Linked DNA regions of Mus musculus: regions 1, 3 and 4 are each linked to region 2. Evidence: chromatin contacts called from public promoter capture Hi-C data. All regions are on one chromosome and are shown on one strand. The core of a region is the stretch at or near the end of the contact, and the rest is flanking DNA. Distances in the headings are between cores, read along the strand shown. Region 1 holds the start of Fam214b (family with sequence similarity 214, member B). Region 2 holds the start of Fam219a (family with sequence similarity 219, member A). Region 3 holds the start of Ndufb6 (NADH:ubiquinone oxidoreductase subunit B6). Region 4 holds the start of Dnajb5 (DnaJ heat shock protein family (Hsp40) member B5).

The links. Promoter capture Hi-C pulls out the DNA fragments that hold promoters and counts their contacts. Capture Hi-C pulls out chosen DNA fragments and counts their contacts.
Region 1: a promoter capture Hi-C map of liver shows a contact between it and region 2, with 3 times the contacts expected there. The contact joins the promoter of Fam214b here to the promoter of Fam219a in region 2. A contact is called at or near these places in 1 of 39 promoter capture datasets (embryonic stem cells), 1 of 484 Hi-C or Micro-C datasets (muscle stem cells), 2 of 115 datasets of contacts at active chromatin or transcription factors (embryonic stem cells and pancreatic cancer cells) and 3 of 9 other capture datasets (adipose tissue, embryonic stem cells and liver).
Region 3: a promoter capture Hi-C map of liver shows a contact between it and region 2, with 5 times the contacts expected there. The contact joins the promoter of Ndufb6 here to the promoter of Fam219a in region 2. A contact is called at or near these places in 1 of 39 promoter capture datasets (pre-B cells), 1 of 484 Hi-C or Micro-C datasets (B cells) and 1 of 9 other capture datasets (liver).
Region 4: a contact with region 2 is called in a promoter capture Hi-C map of embryonic stem cells, with 8 times the contacts expected there. The contact joins the promoter of Dnajb5 here to the promoter of Fam219a in region 2. A contact is called at or near these places in 6 of 39 promoter capture datasets (HPC-7-derived erythroid cells, embryonic stem cells, pre-B cells and 2 more), 2 of 484 Hi-C or Micro-C datasets (embryonic stem cells and regulatory T cells), 5 of 115 datasets of contacts at active chromatin or transcription factors (astrocytes, embryonic stem cells, epiblast stem cells and 1 more) and 2 of 9 other capture datasets (embryonic stem cells and liver).

The regions. Positions count from the first base shown.
Region 1 is chr4:43,038,927-43,042,156 of GRCm38.p6, forward strand. Fam214b (family with sequence similarity 214, member B) reads right to left here and starts at 1,375. Exons shown (of 9, transcript NM_001253353.1): 1 at 1,040-1,375.
Region 2 is chr4:41,567,817-41,570,828 of GRCm38.p6, forward strand. Fam219a (family with sequence similarity 219, member A) reads right to left here and starts at 1,722. Exons shown (of 6, transcript NM_001159583.2): 1 at 1,361-1,722. The coding sequence starts at 1,420. It overlaps Dnaic1 (dynein, axonemal, intermediate chain 1), which reads left to right and starts at 1,978. Exons shown (of 20, transcript NM_175138.4): 1 at 1,978-2,202. The coding sequence starts at 2,176.
Region 3 is chr4:40,277,890-40,281,095 of GRCm38.p6, forward strand. Ndufb6 (NADH:ubiquinone oxidoreductase subunit B6) reads right to left here and starts at 1,532. Exons shown (of 4, transcript NM_001033305.3): 1 at 1,269-1,532. The coding sequence starts at 1,448.
Region 4 is chr4:42,948,011-42,951,239 of GRCm38.p6, forward strand. Dnajb5 (DnaJ heat shock protein family (Hsp40) member B5) reads left to right here and starts at 1,857. Exons shown (of 5, transcript NM_001355438.1): 1 at 1,857-1,994; 2 at 2,466-2,933. The coding sequence starts at 2,752.

The sequences.
Region 1 (3,230 bases), core at 125-2,624, 1.5 Mb after region 2:
ACATTCCAGTCCTTCATGTGGGTGAGATGGCTAGAAAGCGGAGAACGCCAGTAGTAGCAGTGTCGTGAGAGTATGACCTGTTCTCCTTTCTTCCCCTCCTAGTCTCCACCCAAGCTTTAAAGTTCAAGAAGGGCGTTTTCCTGAGCACCCCAATTTCCAGGTCATCTCAGTTGCCCTCCTGAGCCCTTGCCTCGAGGAAGCCAGGTGATGACATGATGCCCTACTTGACCCCAGCATGCTGGCATCTGCTCATTAATCCAGAGTCCTATTAGTTCCCTCCCTGCCCAGAGACGCTCGAAGACTCACTCCTCTGCCACCCAGCTTCAAGCTGACTCATGGGGTAGGACTGCCGGGAGAAGGGACAAGCCAGTATAAGCCAAACCTCGCCCTCCATGCTGGGGATGGGCAGCAGCTGGCATTAAACAGCTGTGCCAGACTGTGGCTGCCAAGGACTACAGCTCCCAACATGCCGAGAGCAAGGCCAGCAAAAACAACAAGTCCCAGAATACCATGAGGTCTGTACCCTCAGATACTTGTTAGACCTGGGAGGTGGGAGAGGTTGTGGTACAAGAAGAACACCTAGGCTCATTCTATCCTTCCCTTCACTCTCAAGACACCCATTTTTACCCTAAGGAAGGTTAGGGTAAGAATTCCTACCCATGTGTTTTCCACTCTTATCCTGGGCAGAGTCCTGCTGCTCACTGCTGTACATTTTGTCCTCACACAAGTCTACACACGCTAGGGTGACTGTTCCCAAGACCACTGTTCTGAGTAGAAAGGTTAATCTCTGCTTTCACACTCGCTCTCACTCTGGCCTAGAGCCCTTCACCTTTAATAGAGAGGGAGCAGACCTCAGAAACCCCTCCAAACTCAGACGGGGAGACTCACCTTGACTCCTGGACTCCTTGTTCTGGACGATTCCTCCCACCCCCTGCTTAGCCTCCCAGGTCGGTTCTCATCCCTTCTTCACAGTCTGGGACAGGCCCCATACCCTGCAGAGGTTTTGGAGATCTGATCCTTCCACCTAGTACACACTCACCCCGCTCCCAAATTGGCTCCGCCGCGGTGGCCGCTGCTCCGGGCCCTTCCGTCCCGGTCCCGTCCCCGTCCCGGTCCCTCCCCTCGGATAACCAGTCCCCCCTACTACGGGCCCCCAACCCAGACAAAGGGTGGCTTAGGCTGAGAGCCTTGCTCTGCTTGGCCCTTCCCTGATCAGCTTCGTGTGCAACACTAGCGGGCTCTGGCGTCCGCAGCCCCTCTAGCTGCTGTTGCACCCCTCCCTGCGACGGTCCCTCCCCGGGGCCGCCCCGGCTCCGCGCCGCAGACTCAGCTGCCCCTCTGACTCACAGGCCATTTCCTACCAGCTGATGGGGCCGCCCGCCCCGCCCAGCGCCCAGCCACCCCCAGCACTGCGACCACGGCTGCCACGCCCCCCTCAGACCACACCCTCTATGGGCAACAACTATGTTCATTGGCCCAGTGGAGGCCAGCCTCTCAGCAACCTCAAGCGTGAGTCACGCCCTCTTCAAGGAGCGCACGCCTATTGGTCCACATAAGGGCAGGCCTACCCAATGTCGCTCCGCCCACCTCCTTAACCCTTTTTCTGTCCAAGTCCTAAGCAATTCTCTGCCCTGTCATTTAACCCCATTCAGACTTCATTCTCTCAGGGCTCAACAAACCTTTCTCCTCCACACTTCCTGTTCTGAAGTAAATTAATATGAAGCTCCAGTGTGTTCACAGATAAATCTCAACAATCTCCAAGTCACACCAAACCCAACCCTACATATCCCCAAGCCCATTCGCCCCCACATCCCGAAACAGCTCCAGGTAAAAGGGTTGCTATCGAGTAAGCTTTCTACAAGAGCAGGAAAAAAAGACCTACTACAGTCGTACCTTATTTCTATCCATACTGAAAGATGGCATCCTCTCCCACCCCCTTTTTGTCTTTGTTAGAGACCCCAGGAGGCTGACATTTCAGGGACTCTCAAAACCCTTCCGAGACCAGGCTTTGGAGCACTCTTTGCTGACAGGCCTCTGCTCCGAGGAAACAGAGCATCCTAAGAAGTGAGTTAGAAGGCCTTCTGCCCAAAGTCAGATGGAGACCAAGTTCGTCTTCATGACTCACAGCTCCCTCGAAACTCACCAAGCTCCCCCTGAGTCACAGGGCCCCGGGCCCAGCCCAGAGCCAGCCAAATTAAGCAGCATTATAGTCAGCATCCCTAACCTTTGTCCTTAGCTCTGTAAATAACCAGGACGGAATTTTTGCGAGGACTGGGCATTCACAGACACTTTTTACAGGGAGTGCTCTCGAGATAACCTGAGAAAATGGATAGCCTTGTCTACTTTGTCTTCTGAACTTATCAGCAAGTCAGACAGGTTGTCACCAACTCAGGCCTTTTCTCCCTGTCGGTCACAGAAACAGGGAACAAACAGCAGAACCAAAGGAAGTAGAAGCCAATGCTTTGCCTATGCTATGAGTCCCCAGGACCATTAGTTTATTACTGGACTGTAAAAAGAGGGCCCCCCCTACTTCCTCTCTGGGTTTTACAATTAATACAAGTACACAACAGACCTCTAGTATGCTTTCTCCTTACCTCTACTGAGTAGGAGGAACTCCCTAAAAAAGACCCCAGCTCCCTAAGATTGAATTCCCTGCTACGAAGGAGCAGAATTTTTTTGGTTTTCGAGACAGGGTTTCTCTGAGTAGCCCTGGCTGTCCTGGAACTCACTCTGTAGACCAGGCTGGCCTCGAACTCAGAAATCCGCCTGCCTCTGCCTCCCAAGTGCTGGGATTTAAGGCGTGCGCCACCACTGCCCAGCAGGATTTTAAAAAGTCTCAAAGCCCTAAACACAAGTGAAGAATCAATATGAGAATCTATTTGTCTTAGCAAAGCTCACATCTTAGGAAAATTCTTGGCAGCCCTCATTTGTTCTAACTATAATTTCAAGCTTTAGTTTTCTACAAAGATCAGAGGGGGAATACTAAAGGAGTCAGGATAAGAAAAAAAAAAAAAAAGTTCCAGGCCTCAGTATGCCCTGGGGAAAGGAACACAGGTCACTCATGCATGGCGTCATACCTAGTTGCTCTAAACTCTTATCTTGCATTTTTTGTTCTTCTTTTAAAGCCAAGGTCTTGCTATATAACCTAGGCTGCCCTTGAACTCATAATCATCCTGCCTTGCCTCCAAAGTGTTAGGATTACAGGTTACTGGGAGGTTTTGTTGTTTTTG
Region 2 (3,012 bases), core at 472-2,971:
GTTTCAGCGTCACAAACCGTAGAAGACACTTGTCTCCAGCTGCACGGCAATTGATTATCCAGCAAACGGAGATTGTCATACTTCCCACTGTGGTTCACCTTGGCTACTGTAACAGGCGGGTTCCTTACCTAGGAAACCACAAAGCCTACCTGTCAGTTTGGGAGCCGAAGGCCCAAGGGAAGAAGCTATTCTGGGCCACCCTGACTAACACAGAGGGAAGAGACGTGGGGAGCCCTCAAGCTTCAGGAGTTGGAGAGCACAGGTTGGCTCCAGCAGAGAGCAAGGCATCCATTACCTATTGGTTCCTGGCCTATCACGCCTCGTTTTAGATCTTACTAGCACAGGCCCCAAGGTGGGTTAAGCAATGAACATGGCCTCTACATTCTTTCCTCTCTATTCTCTAGGCCAGCTGGCTAGGCCTCTGACTTTCCTACCCATATGCTGACAGCAATGACAGTCAGGTAGCCTCAGGGCAATGGCCAGGAGGCACCTTCTTCTTTAGGCCATGCCTCCATAAACTGGCATCGCCCTCCCCCTTCCATCCCCTCGGCGCCGGCATCGATGACATCATTCCTGCCTGACTCCAGGACCACGGACCGGAGGCAGGATCCCCGCCCAGCAAAGACTCCAAACACGTAGGCCTAAGATGATAGGGGCTCTTCCGAATTCCGAACCGGTCGGCACGGCCCACTTCAGCACAGCTCCACCTCTTATCCTGGAGATACCTTCCCATGGACACCCTTGAGTCTCCATCTCGCCACCGCAAACTCTTCCCCTTCCCGATGCCCCCAGATCGAAATGGGGCTCCTCTCTCGAGAGGAAGGAAATTCCCAGGTTCTGCAATGAACCTCTGCCCCCATCAAGGCCTGGTTCCTGCTCAGCTTTGCTATATTTATCTAAAGGACCGGCGGGCAGGCCTCTCCTTTTCTAAAGGCCTATTTCCTTTCCTCCTTAGACTGATCTGCTGGCCTCCTCCCTCGCCCTGAGCATCACAGGCCTCGGGGAGCTAAACGCCTTTCTCATCCGACCCCCCGGGCTTGCTGCCAAAGATGCTCTGTGACATCCTCCTAAATTGCCCTCCACTAGAGGTGTGCACTAGAGTGCCTCCCTTGGTCCTATCCGACGGCGTTCTGCATCTGCTGACCGTGCCCTCCGCCCTTTCAGGTCCTTCGCTCGCACCGCTGGTAATCTCCCACGGTTTTCTCGCTCTGCAAATCTCCCTCCCCCGGCAAAGCGTTTTCAGGACTCCCTCTACCTTATCAGATGGCGCCCCCTCGCACAATCCCCACGGCCTAGTTCCTTCCCTCCCCTCCAGCGGCGCCCCTCCCGGCCCTGGCCTCTCCGCCGCCCGCCCCCTCACCAGCGGCTGCATCTCCGAGTGCGCGGTGGGCACCTGGAACCGGTCGATCTCCTCCATCATGGTGCCGGCGGGCGAGCGGGCCAGGGGCCGGGCGCGGCCAGGGACGCCGATGGGACCGCGCGGGGCGGCGGCCCCAGAAGCCCGGCAGATTATGCAGACTAGGCCGCCCTGGACCGGTCGGGCGGATAGGCGGATGGAAGGATGGATAGGCGGCGAGAGGCTCGCGGGATGACTGAGACCGGCGTAGCTCCGTGGGGTTGCCTAGAGCTACCGCGGCAGTAGCCCCGCGGAGCCGCAGGTCTTGCCTCGCCTCCTCCTCCGCCGCCGCCTCCTGTCAGCAGCTCAGCCACTGCGGTGACTCTGCAACTCCACTTCCGGGTCCGGGACACCGCCCGGATCCTGCATTATTCATGAGAAGGCGGTGTCTGGGTGCCCCAGCCCTTCCCACTTGCGGGAGCTCCTTGCGCGGAGGGCGGACTTATCTTTCTCTGCGGAGGCGGGGCTTAGCGGGGCCAGAGGATCCCTGCGCGCCCAAGTTCCGCCTCCTCCCCGTGTCCGGAGGGGGCGCTAGGTGCGCCTGCGCACCCGGTGCCTGTCGGTTGCTGGGTAACCGCGTCAGGGAGGAGCTGATGCTGTTCTACAAGGGCGCGAGGACCCACAACGTCAGCTGTCCCCGAAGAACCCTGGTGACTGGGAATTGAAGTGGAAGAGAGTCTGCACTTCCTGTGTGTGGTCAAGAAGGAGAAACTACTCCCCAGGAGAGGAAGCGTTTTGTAGGTTTTTCAGGGTGTGAGGTGCTTTCTATTCTTGCGGCAATGCCCTCGAAACAGATTCGTAAGCAGGTAATGTCTTACTGTGGCCTGCTGTCTTCTGAAGACCTCTGACCTTAACCGCCAGTTATTTCCTGTTGACCTCCAACCTCTCTTTCTTGTGACTCCTGGTTTGTGTTCCCACTGACCTGATTCTCCTGTTCTTTCTCACAAATCCTGCCCTCCTCTCCCAAATTTTCCTGAACCCACAGTCATTTTACTTTTAACCGAATCTGGTTTTTTCTTATTACTTCCATCTCTTCACAGACCCATCTTGTCTTGTCTTCGCCCTTAATCTCCCAACACTCCACTGAGTCCCTTCCTCATTCCCCTCTCATTCTTGTCCCAGTGGATTTTTTTATTCAACACTGCAGCATGGTCACTGCAGAGCTAAGTAAGTGGGGACATTTGCCATGTGGGAACTCAGAGAGGGGGCATGAGAACTGCACAGGAGACACGGAATAGAACAGATCGTGTGCAGGAATTTGGAGCAAGAAGTCAGAGAGGAAGAAAAAAAGACCCTTTTTCTAACCATGTTCCCTGCCCTCCAACACAAGTTTCCTTCTTATAAGACCCTCATTCACTTAGCCTTGTGAACGTTATGTTTCTGTCACCTGGCAATATGTTATCCCTTCTCACAGGAGAGTTGAATTACTCCCCAAATCACCACACATGATAAGCTAGTCTCAGGTTCTCAAGGAGCATTCTGCGATATAAAAGAATGACTCTTTCTGTCCTATAGAAATTGCTTTTATTTCCTAACGTCTAGCAGAGCATCTACTTTAAAAACAAACAAACAAACAAACAAACAAACAAAATGCTTTTCTATACTTAAGCCTAGGT
Region 3 (3,206 bases), core at 282-2,781, 1.3 Mb before region 2:
CAGAAGAAAGCATCAGATGCCCTGGAACTAGAGTTACAGACAGTTTTGAGCCACCATGTGCATGCTGGGAACCAAAACTGGGTCCTCTGAAAGAGCCAAGTGGTCTGAAGCAGTCACCTCTCCAGCCTCACCCCACCCCTCACTTGAGACAGGGTCCCAAGCGTTAGCCAAGGCTGGCCCGCCTCCCTCTGCAGAGATCCTCGGCTATCCTCCTGCCTCAGCCTCTGGAGCTGCTGTGATTACCAACATGCGCTGCTTACTCTCCCTAGCATGAGCTACCTTATTTTTCAATGTGTGTGGAACAAAAACCAAACCAACTAACCAAACAAAAACATTCCACCACTACCAACTATGTGTGATAATTATTTTACAAATTTCTAAATGGAACATATTTCCTGACAGATTGGGGCTGACCTACCAATTTCAGTATTTTCACTAACTCTGAGGCTTCCTATAGAATATCCATAGATTCTAAGACAGAATAAGCACCATTCTGCAAGACATAAGGCATTGTTGTTCAAGAAACCAACCAACCAACCAAGACTTTGTACAACTACTACTTCTACTTCTACCACAATTACTGGAAGGAGCTGAAAGCAATTCCCACACAATGTTCGCTACTCATCATTGATGTGATTTAATAGCAGTCTCCAAGAAAATATCTGGAATCCTTACAATAAAAAGCAGTCCTTGAGTGAACGGTTTTTCTGCCTGGAGGTCATGGAATGCAATTTAAAAGTAACTAAAAGTGTGTTAAACGTACACAGTGATGCGTAGAAAGGGAGCTTTAGAGTCTGACAAAGCATACCAAATAGAACCCTGTCTTCTGTTGCGACCCCATGGGGCTGTACTATACCAGCTGGCCAGTCTCTGGCACCTCAACCCTACCCACCGCGTAAGTGTTCTCAAATACTGAAATCACAGCCTGTGATCTCAGTTAATTCTGACCAGTTTAACCCGAGAAAAGGTATCTACACTCGAAAGAACTGCATGTGCGGCGAGCGTCTTGTAAAACCTAAGACCCGACTTCTCAGTACACCTGACAGCCACCTGCTCCTGGACTCCAGACCCCAGCCCTGAACAATAGCGACCTGACAGCGTCTCCGCTAAACCTGAGCCCCTGGACTGATTGTCCCTTGGGGCCCTCCCGGGTATGCGGGCTCTGGACAGGGTTGGGCCTTGATGGAACTGAGAGGAGTGGGCTGGGAGGCTTGGCCAGGCTGCGACCCGGGGTGGGAACCCGGACACCCGTGTGGCTCATCACTCACCATGTTCTTCCACACGGCCCCGTCCCGCAAAAAGTTATCCCAGAATCGCTCCAGGGGCCACATCCTGCGCGGGGGCAACACGGGCTCCCGGGGACTCAGCTCCTGGTCCTTCAGCCATCGTCTCCTTAGCTCCCGCAGCTGCTGCAGCCGCAGCTTCTCATCCGGCGTGTACCCTGACATGTTGCCGACGAGCCTACACAGGACCGGTCACTGACCTGCCCCTCCCGCTCCGCAAAGCGACCTTGAGGCGCCTGGAAGCGGCGCGGAGTGATGACGCCACACCAGCCCCGCCTCTGGGGGCGGGCCGACTCCTTCGCGGAAAGCAGGCTCTGCTCATGCGCAAAGCCCTCTCTTGGACCCTGGGTTTTAACAACCTGGGTTAAGTATGAGCTCAGGAAGGTCCCTGAGTTAAGAACTAAGTGGGCGGTGTTGGAAAGTGTGAGAAGTCCTGGGGCTAGGGTTCAGAGAAAGAACTTGTAGGGGAGGGGACCGGAAGAACAAGGACGATGGTTTAGCGAACCTCTGCCTCGCCCCCTTGAATTCTCTTCTTGACCGAGAGACACTTGCGTCCGAATTTGGCTCCCACCTCTTTCGTAACCCGCTAAGTAATCTTGAGCGCCTATCTCGGTTTTCTTCCCTCTCTGTACTGCAGAAATAAAGAGCACCTTATTTGGGAGGCTTCCATAGGCTCGCTCACTCTTTGATTCTGCCGGCCCACTTTGTAAGACATCCCAAAGGTATGGCAGTAAAAATTTGTAGGGGTGTGCACGAATATTCGTCACAACACGATATGTAATAGCAAAACATTGAAAAATCACCTCCCAGATTTCAGAATAGAGGATTAGTGGGAAAGCTTATAGTACTGTAAAGCATTGGTATGCTACTGCCATAAATGAGCCTTCTATTCATAACTGGAGTAACTTCTACAATCTATTGATAAGTTAAAAAAATAAATAAGTAAATAAAACCAACTACACCAAGTATGCTACCTTTTATCCAAAAGCAGGGAGAGTAGTAGTGATACTAAATATATATACATGCTCTGAAAATTTTAGAGTAATAAATGAAAATAATTTTGTTATTTGTATTTGGTTTTGGAGACAAGATCTCATGTTGGCTTTGAAATTGCTATTTAGGGAGACTGGACTTAAACTCCGAATTCCCCTGCCTCCACTACTCATGAGCTAGATGAAGTACACCAGTATGCCCAACCTAACTACTGCTTCAAACACCACCACCAATATTATATAGGGAAGATAGGATAGACACAAAAGTAGGAACTAGGGAGTTTGGAGGTGGCTTAGCGGTTAAGAACACTTACTGCTCCGTCAGAAGACTGAATTAGGAGAATCTAGCTACATGGTGGGGCTTCTGGAACCTGAGTGTTCTCCAGCAGAGAAGAATATGATTTATAAGGCTCTCTCTAGCGAACCAGAACTGGGGAAGTTTCTAAGACCAGTAAGCAACTTGATTAGCAGGTTTCTCTGGTCAAAGATGAAAACATTTCAGCATCAGTAAGTATGAATTGAATGATTTTTAAAATATAAAACACGTCACACATAACCAAGTCAAAATACTTTATTAAAAAATCTCGTTTTTGATTTTTGGATGATTTTTTTAAAGATTTTATTTATTTTGTGTGTATGAGTACACTGTCGCTGTCTTCAGACACACCAGAAGAGGGCATTGGATCCCATTATAGATCATTGTGAGCCACCATGTGGTTCCTGGGATTTGAATTCAAGACCTCTGGAAGAGCAGTTGGGTGTTCTTAACCGCTGAGCCATCTCTCCAGCCATTGGATGGCCTTGAAAAACAACTTATCTTGAAATCTGGTAAGAAAAAAAAAATCATTTCTCATGTCAATTTGTACACTATGCCTTGTGGCCAGTTTCCCCCTCCCCTCTCTGCTTTCTCACCAACCATTGATCTGCTTTC
Region 4 (3,229 bases), core at 607-3,106, 1.4 Mb after region 2:
GGATACCATGTCCACTCCCTGCCACTCCCTCATCGTGGCCTCATCCCTTCCTTCTCCCTCTGCCTCATCTGGTTTCTCTGTCCTGCCATTCTATTGCTCCTCCAGTCTCCCCCTGACCCATCTCCCCTTCCTCTCACCTGCCCAGTTGTCTTTGCCTCCCACCCGCATCTTACGGCCCCCTTATCCAGTTCCCATCCCATCTCCTTCAACCAGATACCTGTTCAGTCCTCATACTGCGGGCTCCACACCCCCTTCCTTGCCCCTCTGCCCAACTCCTCTTTTCACCCTAGCTCCTTTTTCTATTTTAAACTCAAATTCCTTTGCACTTGGGAGTTCATGTGGAACAATGGGAAAAGAAGGGTTGTTAAGAATATGCAGAACTTGCCCCCCACCCCCAAAGACCCAGTCCCCTTTCCTGCCCTATTCTGGGGCCTAGGTACTCCAAGCCTCAGTTTACAGTTCCAACTGCTCTTCATGGCCTCATAGATATCTAAATCCGGTCCTGAGAACTGGCGAAGAATAAGGTGAGAGAATTTTCTCAAGCCTTTGTCACCAAATCTCCCAAGAACCCCCTCCCCCTCTTCACCCCCAGATTACCCCCATCCACCCCCCCCCCCCGCTCCCTCCAGCACAGATGGGCCTGGGAGACAGTAACGTGGGCGCCAAGCTCGGTGTCTGCTGGAGCGGCGGCTTCCGCTGGCGACCGCCTCCGCAGGCCCGCCTGCTCCGAGTATCGGGGACACTGGGGCTGAGATTTAATGATTTACTAGGGGGCTGGGGGGCCAGAGATGACAGTGCATGAGGGTGCTAAGAAAGAGGATCATGAAAAGCTGAGGTAAAAGATTAAAGGGGGAACTATGAGCTATGAGATTGCAGACTATGGAAGCAGGGAATTGAATTAAGAATTAAGACAAAAGGCGGGAGATGGAGGGGGAAGTAAAAAGATACAGAACAGGGCAGAAATTTGGTGTGAGGGAAGACCAGGTATCACAGGGGGTAAGAAAAAGGACGGGGGGGGGGGGCGGGCAGCGAGGAGAAGATGGAAGGTTAGTTTATAACGAGGTTGAACTGGACACTGTGGACTCCAAGTGGCTGAGAAGCCACTGCTCCTAAGCGAGCCGCTGTGAAAGGACTGAAGATGGAGGGCATCTGGACAGAGACTCAGGAAGGTGTTACCAGTTACTAGCGCAGAGGATAATCACAGGGGCACTTAGAATCTCAGCTCTATCCGGCTCTGTTTTGTGTTACAGTTAAACCATGGCAGGTCAATCCCAGGTCAAGACAAGGGAAAGCTAAACCAGGCCAGGTCAAGTTGGATCACAATCTGATAGAAGACGAGTAAGAAGGGATGAGCTTTGGATACTGATCCAGAGCCTTTGCCTCTCCTTCGACTCGAAAGAATGCCTGGTGTCACCAACAACTGATGAGTGCAGCTTTCCTAATAGGTTGTCTTTGAGGTTGCACTCGTTCCAGAAGGTTCTCCCTGGACTCAGGCGGTGGCTAGAATGTCTCACCTTCTCATACTGGAGACTGGACTAATATAGTTGCCCACACTGGCTTGGGTCGAAATCACAGGGACCAGCCAATAAAATCAAAGGGCGCCTGGAGTTGCCTCCCTATGTTCTTTTCACCAATAACACGACGAGATGGAGAAGAGGTGTGGTTGATTGATCCCAGAGGGCACCAATCACACCCACACCAATCACTGCCCGGAATGTGTGCGCGTGTGGCCGGGTGACAGGGGCGGAGAAGAGGTGGCTATCACCCGGACGCTCGTTGAGAGGTATCCAATCACAGAAGAGTCTGAGCTGAGTGACGGATAGACCGGGCAATGGGAAGCGCGGAGGCGGAGCCGTGGGGGCGGGCTCCCGGTCCCGCTGTCTGCGGCCGGCGGGCAGGCGACTCCTGTCCCGAGTGGAGGCGGCGGAGCCGGAGCCGGGGGAGGGGGCAGCGGCTGATAGAAGGACCGCGGCGGCGCCCGCAGCTCCTCACCGGTGAGGGCGCTGAGCGAGGACTCGGGGGTCCCGGGAGTGGGGCGTCGAGAAGAGAGGTCCTGGTATGGGGGGTTGGGACACCGTGGGCCCATAGTCTCCTCTGTCGTAGGGGTGAGGGGCCTGGGAGCTCGGGGTCTGCCAGGTGCTGGGTATCTGCGACAAGGGTCGGGTTGGGTCGGGTCGGATTGGGTTGCGCCGGGCGGAGGCGTTTCTGAGCAGGCCAGCCAGCCAGCTGGGGTGACATCACCGACCCCCCTCCCCCGCGCGAACCCCCTTCCTTCCTCTCCCTGCCGCGCCTTTTGTCCGGGCCAGGCTCGGCTCTGCCCCGCCCCTCCCCGCCCATCTGCGGGGGAGGAGACTCCCCGTCAGTGACTTCATTGAGTAGGTTCTTGGGGATTGGGCTTGGGTCCTCCCCAGAGAGGCGAGAGGAGCTCACTGACTCTCAGGCCCTCACTATCACACCTGTCACAGGTACACACGCTGCCACTCAACAACTACACACTGTCACTGCCAGCCTCACTGTCACACAGCCGAACAGGCGCTCACATCATTCAGCCAGACACTGCTGCACCTGAGAGCAGGTGGCCACTGGATCCTCTCTCTGCACTCTACACCTGGGGACCGGGTCCAGCTCCCTGGGCACGATACAGGCCTTGCTGGGTCACGGCCTCTGGGAATCTGAGGAGGTGGCTTCCAGAGCTACAGCGTCCCAAGCAGGCTCCGGTGGAGCGATCAGAGGTGAGGGGCTTGGCTGGGCATGTTTAAGCGCACAGTGCTGTCCTGCCCACCCCCAGCAGCACCCCCACTGCAGGCTCGAGGAGCTTTCCGGAGCTTCCCACACTTCTGGGGAGAAGACTTCTTAGCCAGCTTGATGTTTAAAATTCAGCTGGAGCCCTTAAAACTTCGAGCGTGGACGCTGAATGGGTTTGTAAAGTTTCGGTAAGTCCCTCCTGAGAAGGGCGCTCATACCCATGCCAAGTCAGATTCTCCACATCAGCCATTCCCTGCATTGCCTCCTTCCTTCCTCCCTGTCATCCTCATCTCCCCCCGGTATGTGCATGAGTCCCCTTGACCTCACCTGTACTTTTGAATGAATTGTACCCCATGTCATTCATCTCTCTCTCAAACTCATGTTTCCACGAATATCTCCAATATTTCAGCTCTTAGGTTCTCCCTCCCAACCCATCAGTAACGTGTGGTCCACTTCAGCCTTTTCCTTTTGTCATCTCTCATCC